Regions from separate parts of the Sus scrofa genome. Here region 1 is linked to region 2. The links are chromatin contacts, called in public promoter capture Hi-C maps. All regions are on one chromosome and are shown on one strand. Each heading gives the region's core, a stretch centred on a gene start, on an enhancer-like site or on the middle of the called end of the contact. The rest is flanking DNA. Distances are from core to core; before and after follow the strand shown.

Evidence for each region. Promoter capture Hi-C pulls out the DNA fragments that hold promoters and counts their contacts.
Region 1: a promoter capture Hi-C map of skeletal muscle shows a contact between it and region 2, with 5 times the contacts expected there. The contact joins the promoter of GOT1L1 here to the promoter of PLPBP in region 2. A contact is called at or near these places in 2 of 5 promoter capture datasets (liver and skeletal muscle), 12 of 47 Hi-C or Micro-C datasets (adipose tissue, alveolar macrophages, blood and 8 more) and 1 of 2 datasets of contacts at active chromatin or transcription factors (alveolar macrophages).

Annotation. Positions count from the first base shown.
Region 1 is chr15:48,497,954-48,503,234 of Sscrofa11.1, reverse strand. It overlaps GOT1L1 (putative aspartate aminotransferase, cytoplasmic 2), which reads right to left and starts at 3,079. Exons shown (of 9, transcript XM_021076150.1): 1 at 2,965-3,079; 2 at 1,680-1,861; 3 at 1-56. The coding sequence starts at 3,079.
Region 2 is chr15:48,633,177-48,638,472 of Sscrofa11.1, reverse strand. It overlaps PLPBP (proline synthase co-transcribed bacterial homolog protein), which reads left to right and starts at 1,889. Exons shown (of 8, transcript XM_003133369.4): 1 at 1,889-2,180; 2 at 4,517-4,624; 3 at 4,711-4,746; 4 at 5,224-5,296. The coding sequence starts at 2,082.

The sequences.
Region 1 (5,281 bases), core at 1,830-4,329, 140 kb after region 2:
AACTGGGCCCCAAGTTGGAAAGCACCACTGTCACCCACAGTGTGCACACCCCCTGCCTGGCAGCAAAAAATAAGCAGAAGTACAGCACTTTTTACAAGATTGATAATGATCCAGCCCCTGCAGGTGGTGATGTCTGCCAGACAAACCTGAGGAAGGGGGAGTCCCTTTCTCTAGGAGGTCAAAGTGATGTGCTCCAACACGTACACCTCCATGGATTCATTCAACCAGGTTTCCTGAGCACCTACTATGTGCCAGACACTGTGGCAGGCACTTGGGATACTTAAGGGAACAAAACGAATACCCTCTACCCTCGTGGTGCTCACATCCATACCAGGCATGGGCAGCCTTTGTCTGCAAAGAGCCCATAGGTTTTTGGGCCATATAACTCGCAACTCTGCCTTTATAGCAGAAAGCAGCTCTTGACAAGACAAGCAAATGGCCATGGCATGTTCCAATAATATTTTCTGGATACTGAAATTTGAATTTCATGTGATTTTCATGGGTCACAAAATATTATCCCCCCTTTGATTTTCAGCAATTAAAAAGCATAAAACCAATAATTTTTTAAAAGCCCCATAAAACCTTTTTTTTTTTTAGGGCCACACCCACGGCATATGGAGGTTCCCAGGCTATGGGTCGAATCAGAGCTATAGCTGCTGGCCTACACCATAGCCACAGCAACGCAGGATCCAAGCCACAGCTGTGACTTACACCACAGCTCACAGCAACGCAAGATCCTTAATCCACTGAGCCAGGCCAGGGATGGAGCCTGCAACCTCATAGAGTGATGGTGAGGAGTTCCCACCATGGCACAGTGGTTAACGAATCCGACTAGGAACCATGAGGTTGAAGGTTTGATCCCTGGCCTCGCTCAGTGGGTTAAGGATCTGGCGTTGCCATGAGCTGTGGTGTAGGTTGCAGACGTGGCTCGGATCCTGCATTGCTGTGGCCCTGGCGTAGGCTGGTGGCTACAGCTCCAATTAGACCCCTAGCCTGGGAACCTCCATATGCCTCAGGAGTGGCTCAAGAAAAGGCAAAAAGAGTGATGGTGATACGAGCACCACTTCAGATTCAGCCCCTTCTTGAAAGAGTTTGCATGTCAGCAGTGGGAAATGGACTGGAGAGTCCTGGCTTTGGGTTCTAATCCTGGCTCTGCACTTCAATGACTAAACTTGGGACTCTCTGAGACTCGGGGGTGGGGGGGGGCCTCCAAAGTCTCTTTCAGGTGGCTTTTGTTTTCGTTCTGGCTATGCCCACAGCATGGATTCAAACACATGCCACAACAGTGACAACACCAGATTCTTTTTTTTTTTTTTCCCCCTTTTTATGGTCACACCTGCAGCATATGGAGACTCCCAGGCTAGGGGTTGAATTGGAGCTACAGCTGCTGGCCTGTACCACAACCACAGCAATGCCAGATCTGAGCCACATCTGTGGCCTATGCAGTGGCTCAGAGCAACACAAGATCCTTAACCCTCTGAGCAAGGCCAGGGATCGAACCCACATCCTCATGGATACTAGTCGGGTTCTTAATCCACTGAACCACAACAGGAGCTCCTCAACACCAGATTCTTAACTGCTAGGCCACCAGAGAACTCCTCCATCAGGTTTAAGATTGTGTATTTCCCAATCTCCACTCCTTGTGCCTTGGTGAGTAAGGGAAGGGCCTTGCCTCTCACCCTATTCTCCACAATGACTTGGCTGTGTTTTCCAAAGAGGAGTTTCAAGGAGGCCTGGATGAATGATTCCATGCCCATCACCGGCGTGTACTCATAGTCCAGGGAGGGATCCTGGGCGATCTGTAGACGGATCTTGCTCACCACAGAGGACACCCAGGGTTGGCCTTCGCTGGTCATGCAGACTGTGAGAGGAACCACAGGGAGGGGCTCAGATGCCCAGCCTTGGCGCCTCCAAGTGTGGACTCTGCATTCAGCCCACAGATCTGTCCTGGCTTTCTTAGGGCTTTAGAGAGTTGCCTAGGAAAAGACAGCTTTCCTTTTCTTTTTCCCTCTTTATAAAAAACAATGTGTTGTTAGTGAATGTGTCTAATTTTCACCTTTTTTATTTTTATTTTTTTTGGGCCACTCCCAAGACATGAGGAAATTCCCGTGCCAGGGATCAAACCCAAGTCACAGCAGTGACAACGCTGAATCTTTAAGCACTGGGCTGCCAGGGAACTCCAATTGTCATCTTTTTTAAAAGGACCACAGAAACTGACGCAATTTTAAACAGCAAAAATGATAGATAACATGGGAGTTACAGATACATGTGACTAAACCAAGGTAACACTGACTTTCACAGGGGCAAGGCCTGGCTGCACCCCCAGAACAGTCCATTATAGAAAACTTTTTCTTTTCTTTTTTTTTTTTTTTTTTTCCTGTCTTTTCTAGTGCTGCACCTGCGGCATATGGAGGTTCCCAGGCTAGGGGTCTAATCGGAGCCGTACCTGCCGGCCTACGCCGCAGCCACAGCAACATGAGATCTGCGCCGCTGCTGTGACCTACACCACAGGTCACGGCAAGGCCGGATCCTTAATCGCTGAGCGAGGCCAGGGATCGAACCAGCAACCTCATGGTTTCTGGTCGGATTCGTTAACTACTGAGCCAGGACGGGAACTCCATTCTAGGAAACTTTCTTGGTTCAAGAACAGACGAGGGAGGCAGGTAGAAAGAAGAGATTGAAGAAAGTGCAACAACTACGCAGGCTGCAAGCATAGAGCTGGGAGAAAGGATACAGCTCTTACCACATTCCTGGAAGCCCCCGGAGAAGGGCAGAGAACACAGAATGCCTGGGGACATTTGCTGCTCTTTTCCCCACTGGGCAATCCTATTACCAGGAACGGACCGCGTTGCCCCGGGAGCCTTGGGCTATGCCCGGATTCCTCCGCTGCAGTGTCACAGTGCGCCTCTAGCGGCGATTGTCGTGTACTACACCTCACGCCACCAAAAACTACTACACCTCTACCTTTATAGGCCAGGAACATCTTGTTAGGGTAATTGTCTTGTTTGTAGGTTTTCAGCAAGCTGCCTTCTAGTTTCTGGGCCAGTGGCACATCTACGAACACGGAAAGGCTGGGCATTACCGCAGACAAGACCAAGTTTCCACTCCTATGCTCTCCTGAAGGCTTCTGCCTGGCAACCTTCTTCCAGGTCTGGGCCAGACAAGCCTGCCTCTTCCCAGAATCTTGGCTTCCAAGGCAGAGGCTCCAGACAACTGGTCACCAGAGCAACAGAACTCCGCCATTCAGTGGAGGGCTTTGGGAATATTCCAAGGGACCCAGGGAGAATCCCCTGAGAGAGGGCGGGTGGGGAGGGCATAAGGAGGACCTGGAATTCCCAGGTACTTCTCCCCAACTCACTACCTGCTCTAATCACCTGAACCCAAATCACAAGCCAGCCCCTTAGAAGACAGAATAAGGCAGGCTGCCAGCGAACTTGGAGGGGTTTCTCCTGCGGATGTGAAAACCTCAGTAGACCCAGAAGTAGTGAGCTGAGGGATACATTTAAAAAGATTCTAGGAGTTCCCGTTGTGGCACAGTGGTTAACGAATCCGACTAGGAACCATGAGATTACGGGTTCGATCCCTGCCCTTGCTCAGTGGGTTAAGGATCCAGCGTTGCTGTGAGCTATGGTGTAAGTCGCAGACGTGGCTCAGATCTTGCGTTGCTGTGGCTCTGACGTAGGCTGGCAGCTACAACTCCGATTCGACCCCTAGCCTGGGAACCTCCATATGCCGCGGGAGTGGCCCAAGAAATGGCAAAAAGACAAAAAAAAAAAAAAAAAAAAATTCTACTTTCATTTTGCTCAGGGCTCCAGATTCTTTTTTTTATTTATTTATTTATTTTTTTTGTCTTTTTTCTTAGGGCCGCAATCACCACATAGGGAAGTTCCCAGGCCAGGGGTCAAGTCAGATCTGCAGCTGCTAGCCTACACCACAGCTCACAGCAACACCAGATCCTTAACCCACTGAGCAGGGCCAGGGATCGAACCAAAGTCCTCATGGATACTAATCGGGTTCATTACCACTGAGCCACAACGGGAACTCCTCCAGAATTTTAAAGGAATAGAAAACATTGTTTTCTTCCGTAATTATTTTCATAGAGAGTCCTATGTTCAGGAATTCCCAATGTGGTGCAATGGGATTGGCAGCATCTCTGTTGCACCAGGATCTCTTCGATCCTCAGCCTGGTGCAGTGGGTTAAAGGATCTGGTGTTGCCGCAGCTGCCTCATAGATCACAGTTTGTAGCTGCAGCTTGGATCTGATCCCTGGCCCTGGAACTCCATATGCCACTAAGTGATCAAAACAGAAGAGAAAGAAAGAAAAAAAAAATAGTCCTATATTCAGAAACTGTGATTTTCAACTTGTAAGCCAGTCCTGTTTCCTTCAGTTATCTAGAACCGACTTCTACACTTGTTAACTGTTTCAGCGGTAGCTGAGCAGCGAGTTCGGAAGGCCAAGATCAAGGGCAGAAAGAGCTGGCCTCTGGATGATCAGTCTTGCATTTTGCTTGCCTTTTTTTTTTTTTTTTTTTTTTTAAGGTATGGAAGAGAATTTATTGCACTTTGTGAGGCTTTACTTTCATAATAATACACACCCCTGGTACAGAAAGACCTATTAAAATTGCATAAATTGCATAAAAAGGTAAATAGGTTAATTTTATGAGGCTTTCAGACAATAAGTTTGAGAAAGTTTTATGATTATCAGAATTTGTAAACATGATTGCAATCAAAACAGTAAAATAAATCAAAGAACAAGATTTTCTTTTCTTATTCTTTTATTTTTTCTTTTTTCTTTTTTTGTCTTTTGTCTTTTTAGGGCTCTACCCACGACATATGGAGGTTCCCAAGCTAGGAGTTGAATCGGAGCTACAGCTGCCAGCCTACACCACAGCCACAGCAATGCCAGATCTGAGCCGCATCTGTGACCTACACTACAGCTCATGGCAATGCTGGATCCTTTTTTATTTTTTCCCACTGTACAGCATGGGGACCAAGTTACACATATATGTATACGTAATTTTTCCTCCTATTGTCGTCTTGCAATATAAGTATCTAGACATAGTTCTCAATGCTACACAGCAGGATCTCATTGTAAATCCATTCCAAGAGCAATAGTTTGCATCCGTTGACCCCAAGCTCCTGATCCCTCTCACTCCCTCCCTCTCCCCCCAGGAGCCACAAATCTATTCTCCAAGTCCATGATTTTCTTTTCTGTGAAAGGTTCATTTGTGCTGTATATTAGATTCCAGTTGTAAGTGATATCATACGGTTTTTTGTTTCT
Region 2 (5,296 bases), core at 640-3,139:
GTTAACCTTTGTATTGTTTGGCTCCTCCCATTTGTGATTTTCATATTGCCCAGAGCAGGTTACACAGGAAACTCAAGAATTGGGCTCTGTGCCAAGCTCAGGCTGGACTAAAGCTGCCTGTGCTGGCCTCCTAGAAAGCAGCACTTGCCACCAGGTGGGGTACTGACCAGCTGCAATGCCGCCAGTCCCAAATGAGGAAAAGTCCAAACTACACACTGGGTTACAATTTTTAAAAACTCAAATATGGAGTTCCTGTTGTGGCTCAGTGGTAACGAATCCGACTAGCATCCATGAAGATACAGATTCAATCCCTGGCCTCCCTCAATGGGTCAGGGATCCTGCGTTGCCGTGAGCAGTGGTGTAGGTCACAGACTCAGCTCAGATCCTGCTTGGCTGTGGCTGTGGCTGTGGCTGTGGCTGGCAGCTGTAGCTCCCATTAGAGCCCTAGCCTGGGAACTTCCATATGCCACCGGTGCAGCCCTAAAAAGCCAAACAAAACAAAACAAACCAACAAAAACCACCTCAACTGGAGTTCCCATAGTGGCAAAGCGGAAAGGAATCCGACTGGGAACCATGAGATTATGGGTTAGATCATTGGCCTCGCTCCGTGGGTTAAGGATCAGGCGTTGCCATGAGCTGTGGTGTAGTTTGCAGATGCAGCTTGGATCTGGCGTTGCTGTGGCTCTGGCATAGGCTGGCAGCTACAGGTCAGATTAGACTCCTAGCCTGGGAACCTCCATATGCCACCAGTGCAGCCCTATAAAGACAAAAAGACAACAAACCTCAACTATCTCATTAACTTTTTCTATTGGTTATGTTTAAACTTTACTTTGGGTATATTGGGCTATAGAAAATGTATTCAGGGAGTTCCCATCGTGGCGCAGTGGTTAACGAATCCGACTAGGAACCATGAGGTTGCGGGTTCGGTCCCTGCCCTTGCTCAGTGGGTTAACGATCCGCCGTTGCCGTGAGCTGTGGTGTAGGTTGCAGACGCGGCTCGGATCCTGCGTTGCTGTGGCTCTGGTGTAGGCCAGCGGCTACAGCTCCGATTAGACCCCTAGCCTGGGAACCTCCATATGCCGCGGGAGCGGCCCAAAGAAATAGCAAAAAGACAAAAAAAAAAAAAAAAAAAAAGTATTCATTAATTTTTCTTAACTTTCTGTGCCTATTAGAAAATTTTATTTATTTTTGTTTTTTGTCCTTTTAGGGCCGCACCCACTGGCATGCGGAGGTTCCCACGCTGGGGGATCTAATCCGAGCTGTTGCTGCTGGCTTACACCACGGCAACACCAGATCCAAGCCGTGTCTGGGACCTACACCACAGCTCAAGGCAACACCAGATCCTTAACCCACTGAGCGAGGCCAGGGATCGAACCGAAACCTCATGGTTCCCAGTCGGATTCGTTTCCACTGCACCACGATGGGAACTCCTAGAAAATTTTAAATTACATGTTCGGATCACATCATATTTCTATTGGGCACTGATCTAAAGGATAACCAGAGGAAAATAATTCGGTACATTGGGATCCTACCATGTTCTTCAGAAACAATTTTCTTTTATATATTTTTAAATATTTATTTTTGGCCACACCCGCGGCCTGTAGAAGTGACTGGCCAGGCACCAAACTTGGCCACAGCTGTAACCGGAGCCACAGCAATGACAAAGCGGGATCATTAACCCGCTGAGCCAGGAGGGAACTCTTTTTCTATGCCTTCTCCTCTCCCCAAAATCATCTGAGATAAAAGCCGTTATCTCCCACAACTGGGAAGAGGACCTAAGGGACCTCTCCTGCCCCCTTCTGTCCCTCAACTGCGTCTGCGGGCTACGGCTAGGTGGAAAGCCCCGCCCTCCGGCAACCCCGGAAGTACGTCACAGCCCCTCCGCACCCGAGTGCCCCGCCCCGCCTCGCGGCGACCTCCCCAAGATGGCACACCTAGGGCGGGGCCGCCCCTCCCGCCCCTCCCCATACTGACGATTGGCTGAGACGAAGACGGGCAACACGGAGACGTGAGCTGGGCGGGACCGGAAGGGGATTTAGCCTCGGGTGCCCGGGTACGGGGCTGGAAGTCGGTTCTGTGGAATGTGGAAGGCTGGCAGCATGTCGGCGGAGCTGGGAATCGGTTTCGCTCTGCGGGCAGTGAATGAGCGCGTGCAGCAGGCGGTGGCGCGACGGCCGCGGGTAAGAAAAGGGACCTCGTGGGGACGGTGGGCGGCCGCTTGGAGGAGATGAGACGCCTGCGTGGGAATGGGTCGTCACGGTGACGCAGAGGGGTCTCCCCGCAGGAGCGAGAGCTGGCCGCCGCCTTGGCTTTGGCACGGGTTGCCGAGACCCCAGGAGGCTGGTAAAAGGATTCCTCAGCATCTGTCAGGTTTTCTGGAGGTTGGCTTAGTTGGAGCAAAAGGTATCGCTACCCCGGGAAAATGACTGATCTCCAGGCATCGCGACCATTTACCCATCTGGCTTTGTGTCGGGATCAGCCGCCTTGGCAGAGGGGAGAGGGATCAGGCCTGCACCCAGAGGCTGCAGAAGGGGATGTCCACTGCAGGAGTACCCAAAGGAGGCCAGATCTGCCGAGATCACGTGTGTGGCAGCGTCCCAGATAGTAGATGCACAGTAAATGTCAGTTCCACCCGAAAACGAAGGAAAGGGTGGATTGGCCGTACTTGGGTGACACTAGAGCTGCACTTGTGCGTTTGGGGCAGGAGGGAACTAGACATCCATTCCCAAGCAGTTTAAGATGAGATTTTTTTCCCCCTTATATATAGTTGGTATCTTGGAACTTACTTAAAGGTTACCATCTGCCCCTCCTCAGTGCAAGTTTAAGCTGAAAGGTGTGGTGTGAGACATATTTGAATAGAGAGATCAAAGTTTTCTCTGATTAAGCATTTAGTGTCAGAGCTCAGCTGGCCTGGAGACAGAAGACCTGTATTAGTATAGCTTTTTCTGGGCTGTTAATTAGGTATTATTTTAAACAAGTCAGTTAGTTACTCTAGCCCTGAATTTCCTCCTTCCGGCATTAATGATCCTCCAAGAAAAAGCTAAGCTAGAGATTCCCCTAAGAAATATCGCCCTGGGGAGTTCTCCCAACATAACTTACGCAGATGGGCTACCTGTTCCACTTTTTTTCCCTAAAGACTGTTACCTCATAATTCTAGGAAACATGACACAGTCTCATAAAAAGTCAGCAGTGCAGCCCTCAGAAGGAAGGGGAAACTCTGTTAATTGATCTTACTCTTCAGACCCTTTGAGAACATTGATTCTGTAAAAGTTCCGGAGGGTGATGGGGTAATGAAAATGAAGCCATGTGAGGACAGATGAATCTCTTCTCTGTGTGGATTTGGTTGCAGCAGAATTCAGGGAAGCCCCGCTCTTTACATAATGGCCGTGAGAAGGGGGTCGGATAAACCTTATCCTGAGTCCAGAGTCTTCTGTGTCTTTGCATCAGTTTGGCCCCTGGTTCTTGATTAGACTGAACAATTACACTGTAACACAGCAAGATCAATGGCATCTCTGGAGCATTGCGACAAAAGTTCAATCCCTGACCCAGCACAGTGAGTTAGGGATCAGCAGCAGCTAAGATCTGATCCCTGGCCTGGGAACTCCATATGCCATGGGGCAGCCAAAAAAGGAAGGAAAAAAACTACAGTAACCCTAAGGGCGTCGCTTTTGAGAGTGCACGTGGGCAATATTAATAATTACCCCAGGACCAGAGTGTAATTAACCTTGGGGTTAGCCAGATGTTCATCTTGGGGTTTCAGAAGCCAAAAGTGGCCTCCCTTCCTAACAGAGATGCCTTCCCTTAATGAAGTGCTTCTTAAACCACCCACCTTGGTATGCAAGAGTATTGTCTGATAAAGTTTGTTTGAAAGGAGTTTGTTTGAAAGGAGATTCAAAGACTACACCCTGAGATTCAGATTCAGCAGATCTGGAGGGGGACCCAGGTGTTAACTGATGCCATTGGTCAAAGACCACACTTTAAGGAACCACTGCTTTTACTTACCTGCCCAGCTCTCCTGAGAGAGAAGTCTTTTGCTTAATATTCAGTAGCTAAGCACATTAGATTTCAATACAAGCATACAGAAGACTTTTCGTCAACATCATTTGCTACTCATCTTCCCGCAGTGTTAGAAAATAGATCCCCTAGTGCCCATTGTGGCTTAGCGGGTTAAGAACCTGAAGTAGTCTCCCTGAGGATGCAGATTGATTCCTGGCCTTGCTCAGTGGGTTAAGGATCTGATGTTGCTGCCAGTTGTGATGTAGGTCATGGATGCAGCTCGGATCTGGCATTGCCGCGGCTGTGGTGTAGGCCGGCAGCTGCAGCTCTGATTCGACCCCTAGTGCGGGAACTTCCATATGCCACAGATACAGTCATTAAAGAAAAGGAAAAAGAATAGTGGATCTTACACAATGCCAAGTTAAAGATCTGTGCAATCAATTCTCCAGGCTATCCTATAGGACTTACTGGGATCTTATTCCCAAATGCTCACTCATCTTGGCTCTCTCCCTCTTGGCAGGAACTCCCCGCCATCCAGCCCCGGCTCGTAGCGGTCAGCAAGACCAAGCCTGCAGACATGGTGATCGAGGCCTACAATCACGGCCAGCGCATTTTCGGGGAGAACTACGTAAGAGTCCTTTTCCAAACTGCGCTTGTGCCCTGGGAAGAGTCATGGTTGCCAGGCTCCTGACTTGTTCTGTTTTTACCCTTTAGGTTCAAGAACTGCTCGAAAAAGCCTCAAACCCTAAAGTAAGTGGAATCTGAATTATTTAGTTTGTAAATAAATTCTTGACTTTTCAGTTGAGAATTAAAAACCCACGCTGGTGGTAGAGTTTTAGATCTGATGGTAGAAATACACTCACCTTGAGCCCCAAATATTTCTCATCTAGAGTTTCTTAAGACTGGTTTTCTCCTGTGCAGCTTTTTGAAGCTGGTGATTTTAGGAGCTTGCTATGATCTTGGATCCTTTTGACATTTGAAAGCTCTTATTAGTTGATTTTTTTTTAATGGGCAATATCAGAAAGAAAGAGGGAGTGGATTGGAACAAGTGACACATAACAGAAGCCCTAGGTTTCCCCTGAGTATCCTCAGGAGCCTGACTGAAGATGACGATGATAGTGGTTTATTGCATAAGCTCTGAAAGGTCAGAGGGGAACGTGCAAGGTAGTTGAGGCAGCAAGGCCTCCACACAGTCTAAGTCAAACATGGTCACCTCTTTCTCCTCAGATTCTGTCTTCGTGTCCTGAGATCAAATGGCACTTCATTGGCCATCTCCAGAAACAAAATGTCAACAAATTGA